2 separate regions of the Danio rerio genome follow, and region 1 is linked to region 2. Evidence: chromatin contacts called from public HiCAR-type data. All regions are on one chromosome and are shown on one strand. Each heading gives the region's core, a stretch centred on a gene start, on an enhancer-like site or on the middle of the called end of the contact. The rest is flanking DNA. Distances are from core to core; before and after follow the strand shown.

Region 1 (5,619 bases), core at 2,197-4,696, 250 kb before region 2:
ACAGAGGGAGTGACAATTACGGTGGTACTTAGCTTTGTTTGAGCTTTGCATATCTGTGTCGTAAGCTCAGGTTACCCATTGTGAATGAGAAAACACATATAGCCCTCTGTGGAAGTGCACGTGTTATTGCACAGGTGCAGAACTTGCAACGATTTGGTCCAAACCGAACCAGACGTGAGCCGACGTAAGGCAACAACTCAGCTGGGTTTTGTCAGCTCTAGTTGTTTGGTGTCGACTTGATGTATACCGGCCTTTAGTCATTGAACAACTTAGTGTAGCTATAAACCACATAGACCTGTACACCAACACCCCCCTCCCCCTCTTGTGGCTCTGATGTGATGAAAATAACGGCACTCACAGTCTGTCCTGAAGTTCAGGTGTGTCTGGTCTCGTGCCAAGTTGGAACAGCATGCTCTTGATTTGGCCAGCTATGCACAGAAAATGTGAGACATTATAAAAGGTAAATTATATACACACACACACATAAATGCATTTATAATTTAATGCATTTTATTCATTCATTTATTTTCTTTTCCAATTAACACTTGGATGTGCCAAAACTTTCTTCAGTTGAACAAAGAGAAAACTGAAGTCATTGCGTTTGGGAACGGAGATGAGGTTCTCAAGGTGAATGCGTACCTTGGCACTAAAGGTCAAACGACAAAAAATAAGATCAAGAATCTTGGTGTGACTCTGGAGTCAGATCTGAGTTTCAATAGTCATGTCAAAGCAGTAAGTAAATCAGCATACTATCATCTCAAAAACATTGCAAGAATCAGAATGCTTTGTTTCCAGTGAAGTAACTTCTTCATGCTTTTATCAGCAGCAGGGTGGATTACTGTAATGGACTCCTCACTGGCCTTCCCAAAAAGACAGTGAGACAGTTGCAGCTCATCCAAAATGTTGCAGCCAGGATTCTGATCAGAACCAGAAAATCAGAGCACATCACACCTGTCCTCAGGTCTCTACACTAGCTCCCAGTTACATTCAGAATAGACTTTAAAGTATTGTTACTGGTCTATAAATCACTAAATGGCCTAGGACCTCAATACATTTCATATATGCTCACTGAATACAAACCTAACAGATCACTCAGATCTTTAGGATCATATAAACTAGAAGTTCCGAGAGCTCAGTCAAAGCAGGGTGAATCCGCCTTCAGCCACTATGCCCCCCGCTGCTGGAATCAGCTTCCAGAAATGATCAGATGTGCTCCAACATTAGGCACATTCAAATCAAGACTGAAAACACATCTGTTTAGCTGTGCCCTTACTGAATGAGCACTGTGCTGCGTCGACAGATCGCACTATTATGCTTTTCTTTTCTTTTTCATTATCTTATAACATATTTTAACACATTTTTATCTGTTTTATTTATTTTTATTCGTATTTTTATAATTCTTATTATTTGTTTTTATTTTCTTACTCTTGTTTCTTTTATTCCTGTTTATGTAAAACACTTATAATTGCCTCTGTGTATGAAATGTGCTATATAAATAAACTTGCCCTGCCTTGCTTTTCCACTTAGTCCCTTTAACAATACGGGGTCGCCACAGCGCAATGAACTGCCCATTAATACCTATTCAAACTAAATAGTTAAAGATTTAACAGATAATGCAATCTTTTCTTTAAGGAACTCTTCGCCAAGTGAAAAACATAATTCATAATTTACTCATCTTGAAGCCATCCTAGATGTACTGTACAACATGCCTTTCTATTTCAGACAAACACAGAGTTATTAAAAAAAAAAAACTTCCCATATTTTTTATAGGATTTGATGCTGCCCCAGTTTAAGATTTCCATAAAAATAATCCATATCACTACAGCGTGTTATTCAATGCTCTCTAAGGGGAAAAAAATCTGTATTGACATACAGTAAGAGCCAAGCTATCACATATGAAGTAGGACATAAACATGGATAATTTTAATATAAATAATAATACAAATGTACAGGATATCCAAAACTGCCAAAATTCTAATTTAAGATTTACACTATTTCATCGAGTAACATGTTTCTGGATCAATATCTGTGTTTCCAATCAGCCAATTAGATTTAAGGAATACGTTTACAGTTATGTTTAAGTTTAGGCTTACATTTAGGGTTATACAAATCTACATCAGTATATTAATCCCCTCTGATTTTGGGAATAATTTACAGTAAGGGTTAGGCTTATCATACATAGGCTACTTCCCTTGAGAATGTGCAAACTGGAAAAGCATTAAATGTGGATATTTTTCTGACAAAAACTAATTCCTTCACTACAGAAACCATCTTTACCCATGGAGTCGTCATGTGGATTATTTTTTTAAAATTGATGTGTATGTGTAGAAAAAAAAATCAAGCCAGAAAATTACTTTGTGTCATTGTTTTTGTGCTTGTCTAAAAGAAGAAAGGTGTCTTCAGGGTCAGTAAACTGTTTACACTGCAAAAAAATGCTTTTCTTACTTAGATCTTTTGTCATGTTTCTAGTCCAAATAGCTAAAAAATTCCTAATTTAAGAATAATTTTCTAGACAAGCAAAGCATATTGTCTTGTATTGAGAAATAATATTCCAATATTAAGTGAGTTTTTCCTTAATACAAGCAAAATAATCTGCCAATGGGGTAAACAAAATAATCTTACGTCAAAAGAAAAAACAAGATTAATTTGCTTACCCCATTGGCAGATTATTTTGCTTGTTTTAAGGAAAAACTCACCTAATATTGGCATATTATTTCTCAAGACAATATGGTTAGCTTGTCTAGAAAATGCTTCTTGACATAATAAATTTTAGATATTTAGACTAGAAACAAGACAAAAAATCTAAGCAAGAAAGGCATTTTTTGCAGTGTAATTGCACGCATTTCATTTAAACGATCACTTAAAGTGTGTCTGCAATATATCTACTTACTGTTTTGTGTGATTTTCTGGATGTTTGAGCTGCATGTCTGCGTGAGGTTGTTGAAATCTCTCGGCTGTGACTGTGAGTGGCTGCTGTCCATCATTCCGTAAGACATGATGACTGAAAAACAACAGCTGCATGATCAGATGCCATAAATCACATTCACTTTAGGTTAACTGTGTTCGCGCATTAAATATAAATAAACGACTTATTTTATGTACAGGTTACACATTTCTGAAAATAGCAGTAGATAAAACACGTAAATGAATAAACCTGAAACAAATACAGAAAATGTAGGCTACTGCGTACGCAACGCAACACATTTCACGTCGGTAATGGCTCAGCAGGCCTGTCGCTGCAATAAAACAAGGACTAATTATGTACGTCTGAAATTATGTAAATATGCTTGCACGAATGTCAACAAAGCGAACGGTTTCAATACGTAAAGAGTGAGAATGAATCGCATACCTGTAACTGTGATGCTCAGATGCGGCGGCGATGCGCTGCTCCTCTCACAGAAATCGAAATGAATAGAAAGGAAACACACGATCATAGCGGTAACACTAATAGGCGGAGCTTAGATTTCTGTTTTGACGGGTCTACTTTAACTTATTTCTTTTATTTGCTTTGTTAATGTCGCTTAATGTTAATGTTATTATTATTATTTCTATAATGTGCAAATTATTGACTAGATAATATGACTAGAATCACGCTGGACCATTACAGCTGTCATGTGTTACTTTTGGGTTTTGGCAGTGAAACAGCCTAGCCTACTATATTCAAGTGTATTATACATAGTATAGCTTGTTTATAACTTTGTTAATGAATGCCACAGTAGTAATACAGTGTGTATATACACTTTATTAGGTACACCTGTATTTTGTAGACACAGTTAAGACGATCTGCAGCAGTTCAAACCGAGCATCATTATAGGAAAAGAAAGGTGATTTAAGTGACTCTGTATATGGCACGTTTGTTGGTGCCAGACCGGCTGGTCTGAGTATTTCAGAAACTGCTGATCTACTGGGATTTTCACGCACAACAATCTGGGTTTACAGAGAATGGTGCGAAAAGAGATAATATCCATTGAGCGGCAGTTCTGTGGGCGCAAATGCCTTGTTGATGCCAGGGGTCAGAGGAGAATGGTTAGGCTGGTTCCAGCTGATAGAAAGGCAACAGTAACTCAAATAACCACTCGTTACAACCGAGGTCTGCAGAAGAGCATCTCTGAATGCACAACACGTCCAACCTTGTGGCAGATGGGCTACAGCAGCAGAAGACCACACCGTGTGCCACTCCTGACAGCTAAGAAAAGGAAACTGAGGCTACAATTCACAAAGGCTCACCAAAATTGGACAATAGAAGATTGAAAAAACATTTCATGGCCTGATGGCTCTCGATTTCTGCTGCGACATTCAGATAGTCAGAATTTGGCATCAACAAAATGAAAGCTTGGATCCATCCTGCCTTGTGTCAACGGTTGAGGCTGGTGGTGGTGGTGTAATGGTGTATTTTCTTAACACACTTTGGTCACATTAGTATTGTTATTAGTATTGTTGCTGACCATGTCCATCCCTTTATGACCACAGTGAACCCATCTTCTGATGGCTACTTCCAGCAGAATAACAAGCCATGTGATAAAGTGCGAATCATCTCAGACTGGTTTCTTAAACATGACAATGAGTTCACTGTACTCAAATGGCCTTCACAGTCACCTCAATCCAATAGGGCACTTTTGGGATGTGGTGGAACTGGAAATTTGTATCATGGATGTGCAGTCTACAAATCGTGAAATGCTTTCATGTCAATATGGACAGAAATTTTGGAGCAATTCAATCTTGTTGAATCTATGCCATGAAGGATTAAGTCAGTTCTGAAGGCAAAAGGGGTCCAACTTGATTCTAGGTGTACCTAATAAAGTGGCCAGTGAAACAATTCTACTGTATGGTTTCAAAAAAAAAAAAAAAAAAAAAAAAAAAAATATATATATATATATATATATATATATATATATATATATTTTTTTTTTTTTTTAACCATACAGTAGAATTAAAATGATAATTTTACATAAAATCTAATTATTATTATCTAATATATATAATAATAATTACTGTCATTTTAATTCTACTGTATGGTTCAAAAATGCTATAGTATTTACTAAAAACTATAATAGCCTTTATCAGTGTGGATGAGCATTGTATTAAATGATTGTAAAATATATATTTATTTTATGCGTTTTTTGCCCAATTTATTACCAATGACTCAAATATTTTGAGCCACAGGGCGCCCCCTGGAGGAAGATAACGTTTGTTTAATAGAAAAGCTATGAAATGACAACATTTGGCACCTAAATGTCTTCTACAGAATAATGGCTGGATTCATACTACACGGTTTATGTGCGTGCGTCACACACTTTGCCTTTTGTATACCGTGTTTTATTAATAATGCAGTACAGTTATATCGCCTCTTTCAATGAAAACTGATTTCATTTTTTTCTGTGACTGTAACAGTAGGTCTTATCTTTACTGCACTAATAAATAAGATAGCCTATTTGCACATACAAATGATGAGATAGTCTAATACAGTAAGTAAGTCTGTAGGAAAGAGGCTCTTTGGCAAAGTCAGATTCCTGTCTCATGACTTTCATAGGATAATCACACAAGGCTCTCATCACATGACTTCAGTCACACAAGGGCTTATAGCTTGGAGTGCTTGGTTATAGAGCTAAATATTTGCTA
Region 2 (5,577 bases), core at 1,242-3,741:
GTTAAGACAGATGTTAATGTTATTACCGTCTTCTTGGACATCGTCATCAATATATTTTCATATATATTGTTAATAAATTGCATACAAAATAGACAACAGTCATTACTACTTCATATACTATACTATACTATACTATACTATACTACTTGGCGATCGTGACGGGCAAATGGGGAACACTGTTTCCAATCACCATTAAATATAACAGACTGAACGGTTTTCTATCAGTCATCAAAGGTGTTTAGTCATTATTTATCTGACAGAGTCAATATAGCAGATACTCGTTTGCTGGCATTGCTGAAACATTTTTCAGAGATATATAAACGATCTAAATTAGTCAAGTTTAATTTACATAATGGATTCATTATATTGAAGGAAATGTAATATGTAAATATGTATAGACTATAATACATCTTTAGATGTAATACAAATCATTTTACATGTAATAAATGCATAACACTATATTAATAGTTTACTACAGCGACTGAATAGTATTTATTTGCTTAATTTTCTAATACATTTTTATTAAAGATTTCCCACATTAAATACTATAGTAATTTTATTATTGTTAAATAGTGTTTTTAAACCATAAAGTACTGGTAATTTAAGGTAATAATAGTTGCAACTAATATAGTGATACAAACTAATTAACTGTTAATAATATATATATATATATATATATATATATATATATATATATATATATATATATATATATATATATATATACATACACACATACATATACATACATATATATATATATATATATATATATATATATATATATATATATACATATATATACATATATATATATATATATATATATATATATATATATATATATATATATATATATACATATATATACATATATATATATATATATATATATATATATATATATATATATATATATATATATATACATACATACATACATACATATACATATATACATATATATATATACATATTTTCCGTTTTCCTTCTCTTTTTTACAATTTAACAACCAAATGAACACTTATGTCTATTCAACTGATTATATTTGAATTACATTACAACATCAACGCTGTAAGAACCTTACCAAAATGAAAAAGCTTTTACTGGAAGTTCATCATTGGCTAAAAAACACTAGCTGAGCATATAGCCCATTATAAAATCTTAACTGTTTAACTCATGGCGGAGTTGTAAAATGGGCCTATTCCACAAAACAAAAGTCAAGCATTCCTTTAACTTACATAGTAGGGTTCTGCCTCTCTCTCTGTGGTTTCGTCTGGAGACAGTGTGAAACAGGCGGGTATCCTTCCAAACCAAACATCTCGAAGCACATCCTTGTCATCTGCCATTATCATCGTTCTCCAAGTGACACATATAATGAATGTCTTCAGCTACCAATCTGTTCAAAACAGAGACCATTGTGTAAAACATTCAATATGTCACAATTTTAAATAGTACAAGGAAAAGTTGACTTTTTGTTATACATCCTTTAATAACTAACTAATTTTAATAACTTTGATACCTTTCTATTGCTGATTATTCATTTTTGCTCTTATACTTGTGTAAATTGCTTCCTTGTCCTCATTTGTAAGTCGCTTTGAATAAAAGCGTCTGCTAAATGACTAAATGTAAAATGTAAATGATTGAACACAAAAATATTTCAGAAAATTTGATTTCTGGCTGACAAACATTTTGAGACATTTATCAAAAATTTGTTTAACTTATTATCTTAACCTTTATTTTAAATTAACAATAAACACAGCATGTCAACTTAAGCAATCAATGTTTTCCTGACAGTACCTTGTTTTTGTTTTGCCTTAAACAAATTACACTAAAGTCAAATACACGATTTTACCAAAAAAAAAACGTTGTGTTAATAATATTCTATAATTTATAAACTTTCTGAAGAGCAATCTATTGTGATACAAATAATAATAATAATAATAATAATAAAATTATAATAATTATAAAAATAAATTAGCCACAAACAAAATACATTTTATAAGCTGTATGTAAGCTTTAAATGTCACAGAACAAACATTTTCAAAATGGCTGCAGCATTTACACTTAAAAGAGGAAATTTAAATATAAAAACACTAACGTTGGCTCTGCTAACTTGGGCTAACTTACTGTTAGCATTTAACACTGTTTATGACAAACAGCACAGGAACGAACAACTTTAAAACGACACATCTTTAAAAGACCAACTTATCTAATGTGTTTGAGGCATTTATTCGCCTATCTGAAGGTGTCAGACTGATAATGTGTGTAAATAAATAAGGACTGACAGAAAAACACAGCACTCGGAGACACACCTTTGGAGCTGGTAACAACACCATAACTGTCTCGATTACAAACACTACTGCATCCAAACGTAAGTAAAAGACACATAATAGTAAATTACATTCATTAGATGTCGACAGGAAGCATTACAGTTGAGCTCATCTTCAACAGCCAGCGATGTCATGCAGCCCTAAGATGGCACGAAACTTCAAAATAAAGGTCTCCACATGTCGATTTATTTTCAAAATAAACGTCACAGTGCATTTAATGTTTTCCACAATAAAAGTTACTCGACTGCTTTGCGTTCATGGTTCATACCATTGGTTCATACGTACGTACTGCATGTAAATGGTAAATATGCATGTTTAAGCTATTTGGAAATAATATGATATGAAATAATAACAATTATTAAAACAATATAATTTTTGGAAAATATGCTTAACGTGAGCTTATAAAACTAGGTATTTATGAGAAATGCACATAACTAAGAAAATGCTAGAAAAAATAAATAATAAAATAACAATATAATAATAATAAATGATGATGATGATGATGATAATAATAACAATATTAATAAAAAAAGTCCTGCCAGTGCACTGAAACGTATAATATACTTAAAGTAACTTCCCTCATTGACTAAATTTTGACACAAAATATAACTTCATTCATTCATTCATTCATTCATTCGTTCATTTTCTTTTTGGCTTAGTCCCTACAGGGAGGGACATTCAACATGCAAAATCCAAACAAAAACGCCAACTGACCCAGACGAGGCTCGAACCAACAACCTTCTTGCTGTGAGGCGACAGCATTACCTACTGCGCCATATGGAAAAGTATACCATTTACTGTCTTTTTCTTTCTTGTATTTAATTAACCAATTAATTTTGAATGTATTGTTTAAAGTTTTAAAAAATGAACACCGATAACCCACCATTGCATTTTTGTTTACACATAATTTTCCATTTTAAAATAGTGATTTCCATTACTCCATAAAAAAAAATATATTGTATTTTAGGAATAGCCTAATTATTTCTTCATGTAGGACATGTTCCAGGATAGATGTCACTCCATGATTGCATTGGCAAAATCACACCCACCTCTTAGAGCCATTAGTTTTTCTGCAAGCAAACACCTTGACTTGAATTTGATCAACAGGGCAATCGGCTTTTCGCAACCATAATTGATGTTCTCCTGCTATTAATAATAGGCTAATAATACTCAATTTTAATACCCATTTTATATGATAAAGAGTTCACTTCAGTCCAGTAGGTGTCACTAAATGCACGCCTAAAAGAATAGAGCAAGCGTTGCACAATGCGCATGCGCAGTACTCGCTATCCATACTGCGCATGCGCTTTACTCACATGGACGCAGTTTCATCGAGACACATTATTTTTTCGTAGTATTTTACGCAAATCATTAGTTTTGTTTATTGCTTTTTGATACAAGTACAATATATGCTATTTTTAATTCATCGTCTGCCTGCTTTTTGTTGATAATATCTTCTAACACGTCTTAGCATGTCTATTGTTGTGGATGTTTTCTACAGCAGTTAAAGTTCTAGTTTAAGTTAATCTTTCAACTGATCGTTGACTGTAAATGTATTAAGAGACTTAAGTTCAGAATTATAATACTAGTAATAGTAATAATAATAGAGTGATGGAGGCTCCGCCGGTTACTGTGATGCCCGTCACGGGTGGAACTATAAACATGATGGAGTATCTTCTGCAAGGTAAACAACACCATCAGCACAACTCCTTTTACCATTCATTCATTCCTATTTATCATTTGTTACACTTTATTAAATAGTTTTAACTTAGTTTTTAAATACCCATTATGAGCAATCTCAATTTTTTAATTAGCAAAGTCATTTGAATAAAGCGTTGAATATGTTAAAGTGAATATGTAATTATAAACAATACACACACATTTTCTAGCGTTTTAAACTATTTTTATTTAACGCACCCTAATCTTCTTTAATTCCTTAAGACTTTTAATTTGGGATTCTGTATAATAAAAACATGTACTACAGTATTACTTTATGAATGTGCTAACGTTATATAAAACGAATAGTTTAGCATAATAATAGTATGTATACAATGTATTCATTGTAGTGTTTGTAGTATTATAATTTACAATTGTTATAATTTAAATTATACAATTATAGCATGCACTGTGCTACACGAGAGTTCTTTTTGCTGAGTCTTATTGTTTGCATAATATAGTTTGCTTATTTGGTCATATATTACCATTCCTACTTAAACCGTTACCAGATTTGTGTGTGTTCGGAGTAAATACATTTTTAACAAAATTATACAGCTAATTCATAAAGTATAATCAATAACACTTTCAAAATATGGTCTCATTAGTAAATCTTAGTTCATACATTAAAACAAAAAGCCACAGTGAGGGATATCGACATTTATTACAGTTAATAAGTTAATGTAAGTAAAAAAATACAACTGAAATGTATTATTTAATAACTAAATTTATTAAAACAATTACATCTTTTTTTTAGTGACTTATTAAGCATTAACTAAGAAATTGACACCACATTGCGAGAAATTGTGACATTACTTGAGACAAATTAGTCACAATTACAATTTTATTTTTATTGATGTATAGGAACAGGCTTAAATTATCTATCTATCTATCTATCTATCTATCTATCTATCTATCTATCTATCTATCTATCTATCTATCTATCTATCTATCTATCTATCTATCTATCTATCTATCTATCCATCCATCCATTCCCCTATCTATCCATTTATCTATCTATCTGTCCGTCCGTCCGTCCGTCTGTCTTTCTGTCTGTCTTTCTGTCTGTCTTTCTGTCTGTCTTTCTGTCTGTCTATCTATCTATCTATCTATCTATCTATCTATCTATCTATCTATCTATCTATCTATCTATCTATCTATCTATCTATCTATCTATCTATCTATCCATCCATCCATTCCCCTATCTGTCTGTCTGTCTGTCCGTCTGTCCGTCCGTCTGTCTATCTGTCTGTCTGTCTGTCCGTCCGTCCCTCCATCCGTCCCTCCCTCCATCCATCCATCCATCCATCCATCCATCCATCCATCCCCCATCCGTCCATCCATCCATCCATCCATCCATCCATCCATCTATCTATCCATCTATCTATCTATCTATCTATCTATCTATCTATCTATCTATCTATCTATCTATCTATCTATCTGTCCGTCCGTCCGTCCGTCCATCCATCTAATCTTCCATCCATCCATCCATCCATCCATCCATCCATCCATCCATCCATCCATCCATCCA

What was found. HiCAR-type assays count read pairs that join an accessible place to other places.
Region 1: a HiCAR-type map of caudal fin shows a contact between it and region 2, with 8 times the contacts expected there. The contact joins the promoter of stx12l here to the promoter of atg5 in region 2. A contact is called at or near these places in 5 of 18 Hi-C or Micro-C datasets (caudal fin, embryo and hematopoietic stem cells) and 1 of 4 datasets of contacts at active chromatin or transcription factors (caudal fin).

What each region holds. Positions count from the first base shown.
Region 1 is chr16:7,958,464-7,964,082 of GRCz12tu, reverse strand. It overlaps stx12l (syntaxin 12, like), which reads right to left and starts at 3,446. Exons shown (of 10, transcript XM_692489.9): 1 at 3,350-3,446; 2 at 2,891-3,001; 3 at 359-428. The coding sequence starts at 3,434.
Region 2 is chr16:7,709,728-7,715,304 of GRCz12tu, reverse strand. It overlaps atg5 (ATG5 autophagy related 5 homolog (S. cerevisiae)), which reads right to left and starts at 2,491. Exons shown (of 8, transcript NM_205618.2): 1 at 2,405-2,491; 2 at 1,242-1,399. The coding sequence starts at 1,355. med18 (mediator of RNA polymerase II transcription, subunit 18 homolog (yeast)) reads left to right here and starts at 3,679. Exons shown (of 2, transcript NM_200335.1): 1 at 3,679-4,017. The coding sequence starts at 3,945.